Regions from separate parts of the Macaca mulatta genome. Here region 2 is linked to region 1. A link is a contact called in public Hi-C data. All regions are on one chromosome and are shown on one strand. Each heading gives the region's core, a stretch centred on a gene start, on an enhancer-like site or on the middle of the called end of the contact. The rest is flanking DNA. Distances are from core to core; before and after follow the strand shown.

Region 1 (3,813 bases), core at 674-3,173:
GTTTTTTTGTATTTGAGACAGGGTCTCACTCAGGATTAAAGTACAGTGGCACAATCACAGATCACCGCATCCTCAACCTCCCAGGCTGAAGCAATTCTCCCACCTCAGTCTCCTAAGTAGCTGGGACTACAGGCGTGCAGCACCATACCCAGCTAATTTTTGTATTTTGGGTAGAGACAGGGTTTCACCATGTTGCCCAGGCTGGTCTCAAACTCCTGGGCTCAAATGATCCGCCTGCCTCGGCCTTATTCATAGCAGTTTGATTCAGTCACTAAGAAGTAAAAATAACCCAAATCTTCCTCATCAGGAGAGTGGATGAGAAATTGTAGACTATGATGATTTAAAGATTCATACTGAAAACCCTAAAACAACCACTAAAAATGGAAAAGAAGGGCATAGCTAAAAAGCTAATAGAGGAATACTACTGGAATACTCATGAATAGAAAGGAATTAATTACTAAAATTCACAATGCATGAGTGAATCTCAAAATCATTACACTGAGTGAAAGAAGCTGAGTCCAAAAGAGTAGATGAGTAGAGTGGATTAAAACTAAAGTTAAAAAAAAATCATAACAGCGGGCAGGGGGCGGTGGCGGGTGAGAGTGACTGGAAAGGGACAGGAGGGGACATTCCAGTGAGATGGACACATTCTGTATGATAATACAGTGTGGGGTTACATGGAGTTGCGATTTGTTAAAATTAGCCAGCTAAGGTTTGTGCACTTACTATATGTGAATTTTAACGACGACAACAAAGCCTGTAAAAATATAAGGGTGGAGAGGAGGATGGAGAGTGGGTAGGGGTATCCAGGCGCTATAAGAATGGCAGGACACTGATACCCTGTAGAGGGTGGTGGCTTCATTAAGTTTTATTGCACTGTGTATTTACTTTGTGGATGTTTGAAACGTCTGTGATAAAGAGTTAAACAAACACACACAAGACACCAGCGATGAGCTGTCCGCCCAGCAGAAGGAGCGGCTCGTGGTCCTGGCCGTGCTTCCAGGTGACAGCAGTAACTCACATGGTCCTCCCAGAAGGGGTGATGCTGGATCCTGAGTAACTCCTCCACCTGGCAGAGGAGGGGGCAGCGGAGAGGGGGAGAGGGCAGGGCCCCGAGGGTGTGGGTACTATTCAATGTAAAGTCCACAGGGCACAGGGAAGCACACTGTGGAGTACCTTTGCAGTACCCAGCTTGGGAACCCCTCAATCCAGCACAGGACAGATGTGAGTGAGTGGAGGCCATGCTTCTTCTCTGAACCTGAATCTGCCGTGGGAACTTGGACTCATTGGTGACTGCCCCACCGTCCTTGCTTTCTCACGTTCCTTTGTCCTCTCTTCTGTTTTTCTTCCTGTGGCGAGGACCTGGGCAGTCTTTCTTTGACTGCCTTCCCCTGTGTCCTCTTAGACCGGGTTACAGGAGCCTTGGAACAGCCAATATAAAGGGGAGGGGCCGAGACATGACCTGTCATCCAGCCTGGCCCTGCTTGGCCGATGGGTTTGGCTGGCCTAAAGCTCCCTCGTGGCTCAGAAACATGCCCGGAGTGCTGTTTATAAGCTAAGCACGTTTCATTTACCATCTGGTCCAAGATCAGGACGGGCATGAAATAAAGGGGAAAAGCACAGAACCAGCCGCGCAATTTCCCCTCCTTGGCCGGCACCAGCCTTTGGAATCCACAAAACGCGCATCTGACCTTGAACGAACATTCAAGTGAACCAGATGCGCACTTGACCTTTTGGAGCCTCTGCTGAGTCAAATGCGCCAGTGGGAACATCTCCCGTGGCTTCCTGACTTCATGTGAGGGGCACAGGAGAGACGCAGCTAGAAGCAGCCTTGGACTGCAGCCGTGATGAATGAGTCTGCCTGGGCACAAAGGGAAGAGGCTTCTGTTTACAGAAAAATACTCCCATCACCTAGTAACCAGCAATGTCAGGAAAGGAAATGCAGAAAGCGCTGAGAGCAATTTCTGGGCCGGTTCCTGGCTGAGCCGCTGACTCACTGCGACCTTAAGCAATCTCTCTTCTATTCCTGTTCCTCCGTATGCCAAATGGAGCTGTCACCTGCCTCACATAGTTCAGATCAGTATTTAGACAATGTTTTGTCATCTTCGGTGATAATTGGGGCAGAGTTAGCTGAGTGGTTTTAGTTACCTTCGTTCTGATTGGCTAATGAGCCTTGGCGTTTGGGAGGCACAAGGCCTCCGCCAGCCATCAGCTCCTCCTCTCCTGGTACTCGCTGGCGTCCAGATGGTACCAGAGTTCATCTGCCCGAAGAAAGCAATTAATTTCCTCCCTCCGAACAAGAAGGAACAAGTCCAGAGCGCTCTCAGGAATACCGGTCGCTTCAAAGCCCAGATTCTGTCCTGGTGCTTGTCTTAACACTTGCAGTGTCATTACGCTGCCCAGAAAAATCTCGTCTATTTCCTTCTCCTGGAGGGCCAGGTCTACGCAGCAAGTGATGTGTGTTTTAAGATTCTGTCCCCACCATTCAGGTTTGTGTGGCCTGGCCCCACGCACAGGGAAGACACAGCCATCTCCTTGCTGAAAAGTGGATTCTTGAACCTCCTTGATGGTGGAACCACGTCCTTTCTTGCACCAGGATCACTCCCTGTGGACCCAGTTAGTTCTCAGCGCCAAGAGTTATTACTCTGCCCTGATTATCACCAAAGATGACAGTGGGTGTCCCCACTTGGCACTGCGAACATTGGGGATGGATCCATCTCTGGGCTGGGGCTGTCCCGAGCACTGCAGGGCGCTGAGCAGCATCCCTGGTCTCCACCCACTCCATGCCAAGAGCACCCCCAGTTGTGACAACCACAGATGTCCCCAGACATTCCCCAGTGTCCCCTGGGGAGGCAGAAGGACCTCTGTTCAAAATGGATGTGTGATATCTGAGAAGGCATCTGGACAAACAGCCCCTGACTAAAACAGGCCTACAGACAGGTTGAGAACGGGAAGATGAAAAAGGAGAGTAGGCAGGACACAAAATCATGACAATTCAGCCAGGCCAGGAGTCTGAAATAAAAGAACAGGACCCTCTGAAGGCTACCCATGCGTTCCAGAGCAGCAGACTTCAAAGCACACTGAGGGCAACTATCGTTCCCTCTACGCCTAAGCCATTCCTCACTTTCGGTTTTTTTTTTTTTTTCTCTTGTAGCAATGAGCTTTCAAGGACTGGAGCTGGCTCCGAGCTTCTCGGAAATCAAGTATCTTCAGAATTCAAATTCCTTTTTCTTTTCGTAAGAATTGGGCTTCTGTTCCTGTTTTCTTCTCAGGAGCCAAACTCACCCTCCTTTCTCTAGAAAAGGATCAGAACCAAGCCCTTGACAACTGGCCTGAGAAAGGGCTGTTTGCAGAGTGGAATGGGGATGGGGAAGTGTGGACACCCAGTCGGTCCCTAAGTCACAGGTTCTAATCTTCAGAGGGTTGGAGCAGGCTGCACTGACAGGGCCTCCCCTAAGCCAGGGACCCCCGTCATAACAGAGGAAACACCCATTCCTTCCCTTTTAGAAACCTGACTTTTTTTTTTTCAGGCACAGTCTTCTCTGTCACCCAGGCTAGAGTGTGGTGATGTGATCACAGTTCCCTACAGCCTCGACCTCCCTGGCTCAAGTGACCCTCCCACCTTAGCCAACCAAGTAGCTGGAACTATAGGTGAGCACCAGCAAGCCCGGCTAACTTTTAATTTTTGGTAGAGACAGGGGTCTCGCTATGTTGCCCAGAATGACCTCGAACTCCTGGACTGAAGCAATCCTCCCACCTCGGCCTCCCAAAGTGCTGGGATTATAGGTGTGAGCCATTATGCCTGGCCTTGAT
Region 2 (3,813 bases), core at 975-3,474, 63 kb after region 1:
AATAAAAAGAATGATGGAGCAATGCTATGAGTGATTGTATGCCAACAAATTAGATAAATTAAATGAAACCCAGTAACCAAAAAATAATCTAAATGAAATGGACAAATTCATAGAAAGTCAAAACTACCAAAATGGACTCAATAAAAAATAGCAAATCTGAATAGACTTATAACAAGTAAAGAAATTGAGTAGTAATCCAAAAGAAACTTTCCACAAAAAGCCCAGGACCATGTGACTATACTAGTTAATTCTTCCAAATATTTAAAGAAGGATTAACACCAATCCCTCACAAACTAAATGGTCCCCAGCTTACGATGGTTCGACTTTCAACATTTTTAACTTACAATGGGTTTATCAGGCTACAACCCCATCATAAGTTGAGGAGCATCTGTTGTCTTAAAATGGGAAAGGAGGGAACACTTAGTTCTACTATTTTATGAAGCTAGTATTATCTGGATAACGAAACCACACAAAGACATTATAATAAAAAAATAAAACTACACACCAATCTCTCCTATGATTATAAATGTAAAAACCCTCAATCCCAAATCCAGAAATGTATAAAAAGAATTATACACTATGATTAAGTCAAATGTATCCCAAGAGTGTAAAAGTGGTTGGGTCAACATTTTAAAAGTCATATTAGTAGAATAAAGGACAAAAACCATATAATCATCTCAATAGATGCAGAAAAAGCATTTGACAAAAATCCAACACTCATGATAAAAGCACAAGAAACTAGAGATAGAACTTTTTCAACCTGATAGAGGGTATCTATGAAAATCCCACAGTTAATATTAGAGTACTTATTGGCAAAAAAAAAAAAAAGAAAGAAAAAAGAAAAAACAACCAAAAAATACTGAATACTTTCCCCCTTAGGTCAGAAACAATACAAGGATGTCCACTCTACCACTTCTATTCAGCATTGTACTGATGGAGCTAGCCAGGGCAACTATGCAAGAAAAAGAAATAAAAGGCTACTGGATTGGAAAGGAAGAAGTGAAACTACTTCTATTTGTAGATGATATGATCTTGTATACAGAAAATCCTAAGGATCCTACCAAATCGCTATTATAATTGAGAAACAATTTCAGCAAGGTTGTAGAGTACAATAACAATATACGAAAGATAATTGGAACCTGGTGCCTGGCACTGCAGGCCGGGGTCAAGTGGGCTGGGTTGGGCTCCTCTGGGCCGAGGTGCACATGTTGTGCTGGTAACTGGGGAAGTGAGGAGGGCTGACCTCTTGTGGAGCTGCCTGCTGTTTTATAAAAAAGAAAAAGAAAAAAAGTCGGGCGCAGTGGCTCATACCTGTAATCCCAGCACCCTGGGAGGCCGAGGTGGGCAGATCATGAGGTCAGGAGATCGAGACCATCCTGGCTAACACGGTGAAACCCCGTCTCTACTAAAAATACAAAAAGTTAGCCGGGCGTGGTGGCGGGCGCCTGTAATCCCAGCTACTTGGGAGGCTGAGCCAGAGAATTGCTTGAACCCAGGAGGCGGAGGTTGCAGTGAGCCAAGATGGTGCCACTGCACTCCAGGTTGGGTGACAGAGTGAGACTCCATCTCAAAAAAAAAAAAAAAGAAAAAAAAAAAAAGTAAGTGAGTGAGGCTGGATGCAGTGGCTCACACCTATAATCCCAACACTTTGGGAGGCCGAGGTGGGCAGATCACTTGAGGTCAGGAGTTCTAGACCAGCCTGACCAGTCTCTACTAAAAATACAAAAATAAGCTGGGCATGGTGGTGCACGCCTGTCATCCCAGCTACTTGGGAAGCTGAGGCAGGAGAATGGCTTGAAGCCAGGAGGTGGAGGTTGCAGTGAGCTGAGATTGCACTCCAGCTTGGGCAACAGAGCAAGACTCCATTCCACATTCAAGGGAAGGATTAGATAAGGGTGTGAACATGAGACAATGGGGACCCTGGGGGTCTCATGTAGGGGCAGCCCACCACACTGGGCTACAGAAAGGTTCAGTCACTTGTCCACACTTACAGAGCTAGCTAGCAAATTGCAAACTGGGATTCGAGCTCAAGCAGCGTGTCTCTAAAATCCAAGTGCTTCACCTCCACCCTGTACCACGCCTCCTCTGCACCCTTCTGCAGCATGCTTGTATATGCAGATAATATTTCTGGAAAGATAAAAAAAAATACACTAAGGATATACATAACAGTGGAAGGGAGGCTTAACTTTCATCGAAGAGCCTTTCATGTGGTTGAGTCTGTCTGCATGTTTTTATGTGCGTTTACCAAGCACAAATACTATTTTTCAATGTTTTTTTTTTGCCACAGAACTCAAATGGCACGATAAAATAAAGATATTTTTCTGCTAAAATACAAAATAAAATCAAACAAAAATTATTTATTCATTTATTTTAAAGATGAGGTCTGGCTCTGTCACCCAGGCTGGAGTACAGTGGTATGGTCACAGCTCACTGCAGCCTCAAACTCCTGAGTTCAAAGGACCCTCCCACCTCAGCCTCCAGAGTAGCTGGAACTACAGACCACCACCAAGCCCAGCTAATTTTTTTTTTTTTTTTTTTTTTTTTTTGAGACGGAGTCTCGCTCTGTCGCCCAGGCTGGAGTGCAGTGGCCGGATCTCAGCTCACTGCAAGCTGCGCCCTCTGGGTTTACGCCATTCTCCTGCCTCAGCCTCCCGAGTAGCTGGGACTACAGGCACCCGCCACCTCACCCGGCTAGTTTTTTGTATTTTTTTAGTAGAGATGGGGTTTCACCGTGTTAGCCAGGATGGTCTCGAATCCCTGACCTCGTGATCCGCCTGTCTCAGCCTCCCAAAGTGCTGGGATTACAGGCTTGAGCCACCGCGCCCGGCCAATTTTTTTTTTTTTTTTGAGACGGAGTCTCGCTGTGTCTCCCAGGCTGGAGTGCAGTGGCGTGATCTCGGCTCACTGCAAGCTCTGCCTCCCGGGTTCACGCCATTCTCCCGCCTCAGCCTCCCAAGTAGCTGAGACTACAGGCGCCCGCCACCACGCCCGGCTAGTTTTTTGTATTTTTAGTAGAGACGGGGTTTCACCATGTTAGCCAGGATAGTCTCGATCTCCTGACCTCGTGATCCACCCGCCTCGGCCTCCCAAAGTGCTGGGATTACAGGCTTGAGCCACCGCGCCCGGCCAATTTTTTTTTTTTTTAAGAGACGAGGTCTCACCATCCTGCCCAGGCTGGTCTCGAACTCCTGGGCTCAAGTTATCCTCTGGCCTCAGCCTCCCAAAGTTCTGAGATTACAATCATAAGCCATCCTTCCCTGCCTCAAACAAAAACGTTTAGCCAGCACATTTACAAGGGAAGAATTAGTAAAACCACAGGGCCAGTGAAAACGAGTTCGGGTATGAGAATGGTACAAAAACTGCCTCTTTCCTGGGAGATGTCCAGGTCTCCTTGAAACAATTTACCCTTGGTGATTGTTAAAACTATTTTTTTTCCTCCCAGACGAGCTTCTCCCTAATTGATTGTTTTTATTTAACTGATGACTGTTAATTAACCAGCACTATTAGAACTTTACAGGCCATTGACGCACCGATGCGTGGTTTTAAGAGCCTCTTACTTGGTACAAACCTGAGTTTGAGCATCTGATCCTTTCAAGGGTAGCATAAAAGGACAATTTCCATAATGACGGGGCTTCTGAATAGCGGATTTTGTGTAAAAAGCACCTGAGTGCCGCAGAGATCTTTTATTTGTCTTGTGGCTTTGTCGCTGTCCGCTGCCACGTTTCTCTGCAACATGGAATCATTTCCATAGCAAATGCTTGTGACCCCGAATAGCCTTCGAAGGGGCAAGCTGAATACATATCAAACACATTT

What was found. A called contact is a pair of places that touch in the nucleus more often than the background predicts.
Region 2: a contact with region 1 is called in a Hi-C map of CD4 T cells, with 3 times the contacts expected there. The contact joins two enhancer-like sites. A contact is called at or near these places in 8 of 14 Hi-C or Micro-C datasets (CD4 T cells, blood, cortical neurons and 4 more).

What each region holds. Positions count from the first base shown.
Region 1 is chr19:6,945,443-6,949,255 of T2T-MMU8v2.0, forward strand. All of the region lies in intron 3 of RFX2 (regulatory factor X2), which reads right to left. Among named protein-coding and RNA genes, the nearest start is that of ACSBG2, 79 kb to the right of the region's middle. Within about 2 kb of position 1,924, at least 30 of the 40 cell types and tissues checked have an H3K27ac peak or open chromatin away from gene starts, as enhancers often do. A contact at or near this core is called in CD4 T cells, where this site is marked.
Region 2 is chr19:7,008,262-7,012,074 of T2T-MMU8v2.0, forward strand. The region is part of intron 3 of RFX2 (regulatory factor X2); the gene reads right to left. Among named protein-coding and RNA genes, the nearest start is that of ACSBG2, 17 kb to the right of the region's middle. Within about 2 kb of position 2,225, at least 3 of the 40 cell types and tissues checked have an H3K27ac peak or open chromatin away from gene starts, as enhancers often do. A contact at or near this core is called in CD4 T cells, where this site is marked.